Regions from separate parts of the Gossypium arboreum genome. Here region 2 is linked to region 1. A link is a contact called in public Hi-C data. All regions are on one chromosome and are shown on one strand. Each heading gives the region's core, a stretch centred on a gene start, on an enhancer-like site or on the middle of the called end of the contact. The rest is flanking DNA. Distances are from core to core; before and after follow the strand shown.

Evidence for each region. Hi-C and Micro-C count contacts between places; a contact is called where the count stands out from the background.
Region 2: a contact with region 1 is called in a Hi-C map of leaf, with 2.3 times the contacts expected there. The contact joins the promoter of LOC108480616 here to the enhancer-like site in region 1. A contact is called at or near these places in 2 of 5 Hi-C or Micro-C datasets (both in leaf).

What each region holds. Positions count from the first base shown.
Region 1 is chr1:45,375,950-45,381,277 of ASM2569848v2, reverse strand. No RefSeq gene overlaps it. Among protein-coding and RNA genes, the nearest start is that of LOC128282173, 37 kb to the left of the region's middle. Within about 2 kb of position 2,522, at least 1 of the 2 cell types and tissues checked has an H3K27ac peak or open chromatin away from gene starts, as enhancers often do. A contact at or near this core is called in leaf, where this site is marked.
Region 2 is chr1:45,568,885-45,574,212 of ASM2569848v2, reverse strand. It overlaps LOC108480616 (purple acid phosphatase 8-like), which reads right to left and starts at 2,161. Exons shown (of 6, transcript XM_017783665.2): 1 at 1,800-2,161; 2 at 230-386; 3 at 35-148. The coding sequence starts at 1,997.

The DNA.
Region 1 (5,328 bases), core at 1,273-3,772:
GAATCGATTGAATTAAGAACGGTGATCTGATTGATTTGACTACCAGTCTAATTGTGAAAGCCTTGGTAAAAAAATATATGATTTGACTGTAACTATTTAAATTATCTTATATTTTCATTAGAAGTAATGAATAATTGTATATGATAAGAATGGAGGTAATATGAAATTTGAATTGTCAATTACTCATGTCCATGGATTAATTTATGTTTAAATTAAATATATTAAAAAATTTATATTTTAATAAATATTATTATTGTAATGCATGGGTTAATATTGACTTATAGACTTAATTAATTTTTATTTTAAAATGTTTAAAGTTTGGTATAAAGAAAACAAAAATTAATAATATATTTTGAATTTAGTTTTATGGTAATATATATATATATATATATATATATATTCATGAAATGGTAGAATTTGATAATAACTTAAATTACGTTTGCAATATTGATTATTATATATTTAAATTATAATTTCTACAAAAAATATTTTACCACAAATAATTTTTCTTTAAACCCTAACCCTAATATTTTAAAATATAAATTAAGTAGGTAATATAATTAGCTTCAAAAGTGTGTTATAGTTATTAAATATTTTATTTACAATGCATATTTAATTCGCAGATATATTTTTAAATAAGAAATTTGATAGGTCCAAATTGTAGCAAGTTAAGTTAAAATTTATAACTATTATGTAGAACATAAAATAATTGACAGTAATTTTATTTTAAATTTGATTTTAACGGAATATGAAGCATCGTATTAAATTAATAATAAATAAAGTATATAATGGAAATGAAAAAGGATTAAGTTATTTAAAATGTATGATGCAAAAGGGTAATAATCTTAGGAAACCTATTCATTCTTTATAAAATAAATGATTCTGCTTATTGTGTTTTTTAGTTTGAGCAACATAGTGCACATCTTGGTATTCAATTTCAATTCTATCTTTTTATGATGTTGATGCATATTCTCTAAACAAAATCTAAGTTGCAATCTCGGATAATGTTTAATATGAGTATTTTAGTTAAAATAGCATTTTCAAAAGTTAGTTCAATTAAATTAATTTTAAAATATTTAAAACTTTTTTTTTTGAGATATTTGAAATAATATCAAAGGATTGATAATTTTTCGGCTCTGTCTTGTAGAAATCTCTAGACTCAATTATCCTTCTTCTTGAAGAAAGGTCATTTTATCAACACTGTAATCATAGAAGTAAGTTTATAATTATAATCATATAAGAAAACAATCCTAAATAAATAAATAAATAAATTACAAGACTTTGTCATAATAAAACATATGCTACAAAATAAGGATCTATATTAAACAAATTTATTGATTCACATGACGATTCATTTCTATGTCTCTTTGAAGAACTATCTCTTACCATCGCCAAAATCTACGTATAATTAACGTAAATTGTTATTATATATTAAATCAATTATAAAAAATGATAAAAGTTATGAACACAACAATAAAAAGATGAAATCTAAAAACTAATTTACCACGTACCATAAACTTTTCTATTCTAACCTAAGTGTTATATATATATATATATATATATATATATATATATTTGATATGGTTTTTATAATCAGTATACAAATCCCAAGCCAGAGATAATAGTTGGGATTATTTTCAAATTTGTTTATTTTATTTTAAAAGAAAAATATGAAAATTACATCTAATAGGTGGAAAAAAATTTAATCATGCAAACAAATACAGACTTCTTAACTATCAAAATGGAAATTTAAAAATACAAAATCAGCATCTCAATAAATCAATAAAGAAAACATATTAGAAAAGAGAAAAGACCTATCAAAACCCAGCTTAATGAACAAATAATAATAATAATAATATTTTATCGTTAAAGGATATTTTGCATGTAAATTTTAAGGGAAATAGCGTGTACGAGAAAAGAAGAATAGAGCACTGAATCAAGACACATGGATTAACATGTGGCTAATTTTAGACATACTGTTTTTTGATATTTTTCAGGTTTATTTTATTATCTGTATTTGAAATTTGTGTTATTCTTCTCAACAGATAAACATTATGCTATTTATTATTGTGTAAAGGAAAAGAAAAACTCATCTACTTATCCAATGAGCCAGAAGCCAGCCAGCCCTCAAATTATTACTCATGATAAGTGTGTTAAACAGATATCCCATTTGGGATTTTTTTCAAAACTAAAGTTATTGATTATAGATTAAAAAAAAAAAAAGGTGCTAAATTGGTAAAAGCGTAAAGTGATTTTTGCAATGAAATATAAGTATCTTTTTATTTATTTATTTATTACAAAACATGGGGGGGGGGGGGGGTGTTAAGGCAATGGAAAATTAATACAAGTAGTTGAAGCACATGAATCCCAAGATAAATGGATATTATCCATTGGCCCATCTTGAACTCGGACGAATTGGAAGATATATTTGATATCATCATAAGCTGGTTGGGCCAGCCATTCTACTTTTGTTACGCTCATTTATGATATTAAGCCCTTTTTTTTTTGGGGTCACTTCCAAAGAACCCACACATAAAAATATTATGATCTTTATTTTAGTATAATAAGGATAGAGCGAAGAGTGACAAGTCTGGCTTGTATTTTGCTGGCAAACTTGTAGCTTCGAATGGATAAGAGTTGAGAGCCTCTGTGGTCTTGGGCGATAACTGCTCCACCACTCATGCTATTTCGCCTGCAATGATCAATGCAAAGAGAGAGTGCCCATTCTGAGACAGGATTATCAATAAGGTCCGATCTTGGAATTCTTAACTGATGGCTTTGCAAGTTGTTAATGGGAAAGGCATTCATTATGGAATCATGGAGATTTTGGGTCCTTATGACTGCCCTTGCTGGAGAATGATCGACCATTCTGAAAATGAGTTGATTCCTTGATTTCCAATTTATCCAGAGAGTGCATGCTGCATAAGTGTAAAAATTCTTTGAATCGATGGAGCTGATGTTGTTTGAGTTGAGCCACTGAAGAAACCAGGATGATAGAGAAGAAATCCGGAGACAGTCGGATAAGAGGACAAGAGAAGAACCAAACCACTGCTCGATCGAAACTGCATTGAAGGAAGAGTTGTTTAATGGATTCCCTGCCATCTTTGCAAAAAAAAAAAAAAAAAACAACACACAGAGGTTATCATCATCGGAAAGGCGTCTTGAGAAGAGCTCCTTGGTTGGAAGGCAATTTGTACATATTTTCCAAAGGAAGATGGTAATATTGTAAGGGAGTTTAAGCCTCTATAGATTAGTCTATGTTTTGTTAGAGGGTGAGGCTGCAGAAGTTGAAGGATTAAATTGACACTCACAGGCATAAACACTCTTCACACAAAAGCGACCATTAAAGTTAAATTTCCATACAAATTTTTTTTTACCACCCTGTATCGAAAGGGTCCTGCTGCGGAGGTCAGAGGCCCAATCATGATTGACGACGATATTGAGAGATTTCTTTTGATCCAAGATATTGATGCTGGGGAGAGTACAAGCATGAACTTAAAATGTTGGGACAGACAATTTAATAGTATCAACAAGAGGGAGATTAGTATTTGGCTCTTAGAATCTTTGTGAGGAAACAATTGTGATCAGTCATTATGTGCCATGCAATTTTGGTGAGAAGGGCATCATTGAAGGTGTTGATCTTCCTAATACCCAGATCACCAGCAAACAATGGTGCACAAATTTGTTTAATTTATTACAATGGTGCACAAATTTGTTTAATTTATTCTTATTTTTTTTAGTTATAACTAATAACCCTTCCAATATTTAGATACAATCGGCTCTCCTATAACAATTTGTCAATATTTTAGATATTATAGAGAGGTGGTTGATACCCACAACATCTAACACATTTATAACAACATTTAAAATTTAGATTATATTTAAATTTTTTAGAGTTTTAAAATTAAAAAAATATTATATTATAAATATTATTAATTAATGAGATTTAGATAATATATTTAATAATATTTTCAAATATAACTTCATTTATTTTAATAAAATAATATTAATATTTTTATATAAAATTTAAATATTTTAATAAAATAATATCTTAACTAAAATTTATTATATTATATTTTACCTAATAATATAACTACTATTATTAAAATTTAAAACAAAAGATTATCGTAGTGAAGTAATTTAATAAAATGTGTATTTTATGTTGATTATTATTATTGTTTTAGAAAGTAAAATAATATATAAAAATGGATTTTATGATAAACTAGATGACTAAATTACTTAAAAGACTTATTTTCAAATAAATTTACGGAAATAGGCCGATTACACTATTATTTATCGGAAAGGGCCTGTTTTTGCAAAACGTGCCTACGTGGCCACGTTTAAGGGGGAAATTTTCAACAAAGCACGCCCTTGAGGAAGCGTTTTCTGCCATGTCAGCGAAATGCGCTTCGTCCATATTTTTATATGTTAGGGATATTTACATGTTTAGTCCTTAGGGTTTTTAGGGTTTTTGGGTTAGGGTTTTGGTAAAATAAGTTAGGGTTTAGTATTTAGGTTTTTGTTAAAACAAGTTAGGGTTTATAGTTTTAGTAGTTTTAAAAATAAATCAAGATTTAGTGTTTTTTATAAAAATTATTTAAATTAGGATTTATGGTTTTAAATAGATTAAGTAAATTAGGGTTCTAGGATTTTAGATAAATTAAATTAGGGTTTAAAATAAATTAAATTAGGGTTTATAGTTGTTAAATAGATTAAGTAAATTAGGGCTCTAGAGTTTTAGATAAATTAAATTAAGATTTTGAGTTTTGGGTTAAAATTAATTAAATTAGAGTTTTAGGGTTTTAGATAAATTAAATTAAAGTTTAAAATAAATTAAATTAGGGTTTATGGTTTTTAAATAGATTAAGTAAATTAGGGTTTTAGTGTAACACCCCTTACCCGAGTTCGACGCCAGAACAGGATACGAGATGTTACCGGACTTAAACACAAGCAAACATACATTTCCTAGTTATGAAAATTTGCTCCAATTCAAAACTTTTAACAATACCTTAATGTCCCTACTATGGGCCTACGAGGCCCCAAACACACTTTGGAGTTGATTCGGGACTAATCTGTGCACTTTAGAAAACTTTGTAAAAATTCAAGCTGACAGGGGCACACGCCCGTGTGGATAGGCAGCACGCCCGTGTGTCTCCTTAACATGGCCATGTTGAAGACCCGTGTGGCTCACACGGCCTGAACATATCGGGACACGCCCATGTCCTTAGCCCGAGCCAATTTATTTTTTGATTCGAACCTACAGGGGTTTTCACACGGCTTGGCACACGCCCGTGTCCATGACCCGTGTGCAAAAACCTTGACATTCTG
Region 2 (5,328 bases), core at 912-3,411, 190 kb before region 1:
AAGGTTAATAAAATTAGATATTTGGGTTAATTACCAGGTCCAGCATTGAGGACAAAAGATCTCAAACAAAGCCATCTGCTATCCATCTTTGTAAGGATGGGACTTAATTGAGCCTCAGCGTTGCCCCTATAATCATGATTACCCAACACTACCACCAAAATAAATAAATTAAATTCCCATTTTAGAATTAGTATTTAAAAATCGATTGCATGGGGTTGAAGATTCGTACCATTGTACCATTGTTTTTGCAAGCTGGGAGCTGTATAAATATCAGTGAAGGATTGATGGAACAATGGATCGTCAACGGCGGTCAAACCATTGTCGTAAAAATTATCGCCGGTTGAGATTATGAAGTCGATATCTAATTGCTCTCCGATTTTTCCCATCTGAGCCATTAAATTTTTATCATTAAATTAAAAATCAATGTTTTATCGATATATCTTATGGTTTTTATATAAAAATAAAATTGCTTTGAGTAATTTGTAATAATGGTTTACTACCTATTTTGGATCTTATACTATACAAAAATTATCAAATTGGTACTTAAAGAATTTTTTTGTCATTTTAGCCCGTATACTTTCTTTCCATTTATCCGTTACTGTTTCAAAAAGCACTAAGTAAACCAATGAAGTGATACCACTGTGATGAAAAAAATTCAAAATAATATCATAAATTCAAAAAAAATCATAAAATCCAAAAGACAAAAAAAAAAAAAAGCTTAAAAATCCTAAAACTAAAGATTCATTAATTAATTTTAAAATTATAAAAATAAATTTCATAAAATTTAAAAAAATAATCTAAAAAACCTAAAATTCCAAAAAAAAAGTAAAATTGGACATCTAGAATTTATTTTGAAATTGTTATCTTTTTGGAAATATATAAATATATAAAATTATTTTTAAAATACACATCTAGATTCAAACTGGAAAAATGCATGTCTAAGGTTAAATCTAAAATGCATTTTTTTAATTGAAATTTAAAAAAAATGTAGGTTTGTTTAGAATTTTAGGTGTTTTTAGAAAGTTTTAAAATTTTATTTGTAAGGTTTTTGCACTTTAGGTTTGATTCGCTTAGGTACTTTTCTTAATAGAAATTGTGAATGGTGTAACAAAATAAACATAAACGGAAAAAATTACAAAGGCTAAAGTGATCCAATTTATGTATAATATGGGAGGTACTAAACCTAAAATAATGTAAAGAAGAATTGTTAGGTGAAAATATTTTTACAAGGGAAATGGGATATAGGAATTTATTTAACACCAAATTTGTATTGAGTGATAATAAAGTTTTTTTAAAATTTTTTGGTTCCAATACGTGTATAGTTAGGATTGTGATTTTGGATAGGTGTAGAGATGTGATTGGTTGGAAACGGCCAAAAGTGAAACAGGAATTTTCTAGTCCAAACTATATGAAACCCAATCAACGTGTGAGAGACTTACGAAACTGGCTAACTTTGTCCATTCCCCTCACTGTTCTCACTTGAGGAATATTAAACTGTAAAAAGAAGAAAAGAAAAAGAATCTGGGATTTTATTTGGAATTATACCATTCCAAAAGTTTTTTAAAATGATTAGACTGTAAAAACAATGTTCATTGGCATCTTCATTTTATTCTATTGGACTTTAGTAGATAGTTTTGTTGGATATAAAATTTTAAGACGAGTGATGATGGAATTCCTAAAAAGCTTCGGACCAAAATGATTTTCTTCTTAATAACAACCAGAAAGAAAGAGGAGAACGTTACTTGCGTTTTCATAAAACATTTAATGACAACTTTTAAGAAAGTAGAAAAGCAAAAGACCTGAAAAGCAACTTGAGATTGGTTATAGTGTCCTCTCCTTCCCCAGTCTCCGACCACCAGGAAGCTCAGAGACCCATCTGGTTTGCCTGCGTGTTCAAACCGCTCAAGCTCTGCCACACACGATATTACAAACAACCCAACAACCAACGTCCACGACACGAGCCTTTGGTTCATAGCTTTTTTGGTTGGAACAACCATATTTATGTGAAATGAGGTGAGAGTAGGGAGGCAAGGCAAGGTAGAAAATGAAATGAAGAGTCCTTCTATCCACGCTATTTGTAACCAGTTGGAGCATATAATATGTTTTTACGAGTGTAGGATTAAAAATCATTTTAAAAGTCCCACGAAAATTCCTTAGAATGACGTAAGGCTATAAGATTGACTGAATGAAAGCATACATTAATAAGAAAGAACCAATAACCCACCAAACCTTATGGCCCAAACTGGTCTTAAATCCACCAATTAAGTTAGCTCTGCCTTCATCCTACTCTTTTAACTTTACCTCAAATCTGCTATTAGCTGTTGTGTGTTCTCTATTTCATGCTTATATTTATTGATTAAATTGCCTGGAATTTTGTGAAAAATAATAAATTTACATAATTAAAATTTTAAAATTCAAAAAAAAAAATCTAAAGGTTAAATCCAATAGCAAATTATCTTCTAACTTATCCATATGTTTGGTAGGTTTGACAATTAGTTAGTTGGTAAAACATCAAGGAATAGGATACGTTTAATTTTGTGGTCTCTCATGAATCATGACTTCGTTTTTCCTAGTACCTCTATGCAATCACACACAGTGAACCAGTGACCATTTATAACACAGCAACAAGAAGCATATGGCTGGTGGCATCGGAAAATATGTCGACTCCTGTGGCCTCACTTCACGTGCCTTTCCCACAAACTAAAACCCTTTCCCAGTTGAATGGCTATTGAATTTGATGATGCAATTATGTCCACTCCTAGGGCCTTACTTTACACTGCTGTTATATAACCCATGAATGTTGATGTTTTTTGGGGTTCAAAATTTTAATCCCTATTTTATTATCATCCCAAGTTAGTGAAGGTATGTAATGGATTTGACTTTAAATAAGATTTTGTTTGAGTGATTACAATATTATATATTTAATTAAATTATTATCGAAATAAAATATATAAACCAATTATATAAATATTAGATTATGGTACATCCACGTAATATGTTTATTAAAATTAACATGGAACTCAAATATTATTTTAATTGAAATGGTAAATTTAAAAATTTTGATGTTATGATAAATAGGATTCAAATCTTGATCATAAATATGTATATATTTAAAATTTTATATAAAAATACTTTCAATTTAATATTTATTACTTGATTAAAATAAAAAAATTCTAATAATTTATTACTTTATTACAATCTTTACATGAAGTATAGGTATATTGTTACCATCAGAAGTATTTAATTATATATATATATATTCCTTTCAAGCTAGCATCATATCAAATAAAGTTTTGAAAAGAAATAAAGCACGGGCAAAAACATCTTCCTTTTTTATTCCACTTCCAGAAAAGAAAAGAAAAAGATTCTTTATTAACTTCCTCTTTTATTGTTTTAATCTGAAAAGAAAATACCAGGCTTGATGGTTCTCAAAACAACAGAATTAACTTGCACAAAATAAATTAAAATAATAAAATAATGCAATATAAAAATATGGAGAAATTCACTTCCAAGCATATTCATAATTTTTAATTAATTCAATATTTTGATTTAAAATATTATTTATATTAATATATATTAAATGGTTAAATTTTTTAAATAAAATAATAATTAAAATTTTTAATCTATGTCAAACTTTCTTAATCTATATGATTAGAGTATAAAATATAACGCTTAAATTGTTAAACCATTTAAATGTTAGATCCCTCTCATAAATATAATGTATCAAAATTTAATAATATATAATTCTACCAAGCGTCAACGAACCAGGTAATGATTGTTTAATTTTATTTTATTTTAATAATGAGTAGATGATATTATTGATGCCCATACAAGGATCATCCTAACTCTTTACTGCTGGGCAAACAAATTTGTCTTTAATATATTTATGTTGATAACTAAGTCTTCTATCAATTTCATGCATTTTGATTTGTGGTCCTATGAAACCATCAACTAACATTTTTGAAGGAGACCATCTGTTGGGAATTTCGACGAATTTTCCTATTTCTTTGTCATATACTCTCTTCATCTTCTTCTTCTTCTTTTTTGGTAAATGGTTTAATTATTTTTCAATTCCTGTACTTTTTGAAATTTTGGATTTCAATCTATCTACTTGTGTTTAATTTCAAAATTTTATTTATCAACATTGTTAATTCACTTATTTAAGATTTGAATATGTGTAATTAATTGAATTTTAATTTTAAATAAAATCTTTTGATTTAAAATCAACAAAAGTCCTTGTCAATTGAATTATAAAGTCTACATTATTAAAATTAAACTAAAAGTTAAATTTCAAAAATTCAAAGTGAAGACATAATTAAATTGAAAATAAAGAAGGAAAGAGATAAAAGAATTGAACAGTGGTGTTTGGTTTTTTCCTTTCTAAAATATTATAGATTTATTGTTATAAATTTATATGAGGACAAAGTTTTTATTTTATTGTTAAATAATAATCTATTTTAATTTTGCATTTCTTCCTTTGCACTTTATACGAATTAATGGAATTTTTGTATACGTTACAAATAAAAATTTACAAATGTATTGCATCCCATTTGTTATTTCTAACTAAGAGTAATCATCTAAAGTTTTGGTTTAATTATAACATAATTTTTATTTCTTCTACTTTAATTTAATATAAAATTGATTTATTATTATCAATGTTATAGCTTAGCTAATGAGACCTTGGCTTAATTGATGAAGACGGAGGCCTTGGGTCTTGAGTAGTTAGGTTCGAAATTTAATTTTTATGTGCAATTATATGTGTAGGTCTTCAGGTGCGATTATCATAAGTGAGTTTTAATCTAATTAGTCTAGATAGTTTGATTCTACAATATGATTATTCAGATAGTTTATTTGTAACATTTTGATGATTGTAATTGTTTGAATCTATATGTGTACTTTAATTGTATTGTACTTGAAAAACTTTTAAGTTTTTTAATTGGTTGATTTGAAATTTTAACCTAATAAAATTTATAATCAAATTATAAAAACTAAAAAATTATAATTGAATTCCCAAATTAAATTAATATTATATAAAGATGAAAATGTAAATTTTCAAAGGGAAAGTTATATGTTATGAGCCAAAATTCTAATAAATCGCAAAAAATAACAAACAAAAAAATGTTTATGTATATAAACAACAAATTGCCACTTGCTCACAACTACGGCAGAGATTCAACTTGTTTTCACCCCTTTCTTGTTAATTTCACATATCAACATCAACATGTAACCTTTAACTTATATACCAGACTTGGAAAATTCTTGGGGGTAGCATAATGCAAGAACATGAGGTACTGTTTTCTGTTTTTGTTTGATAATTCAATTCAATGC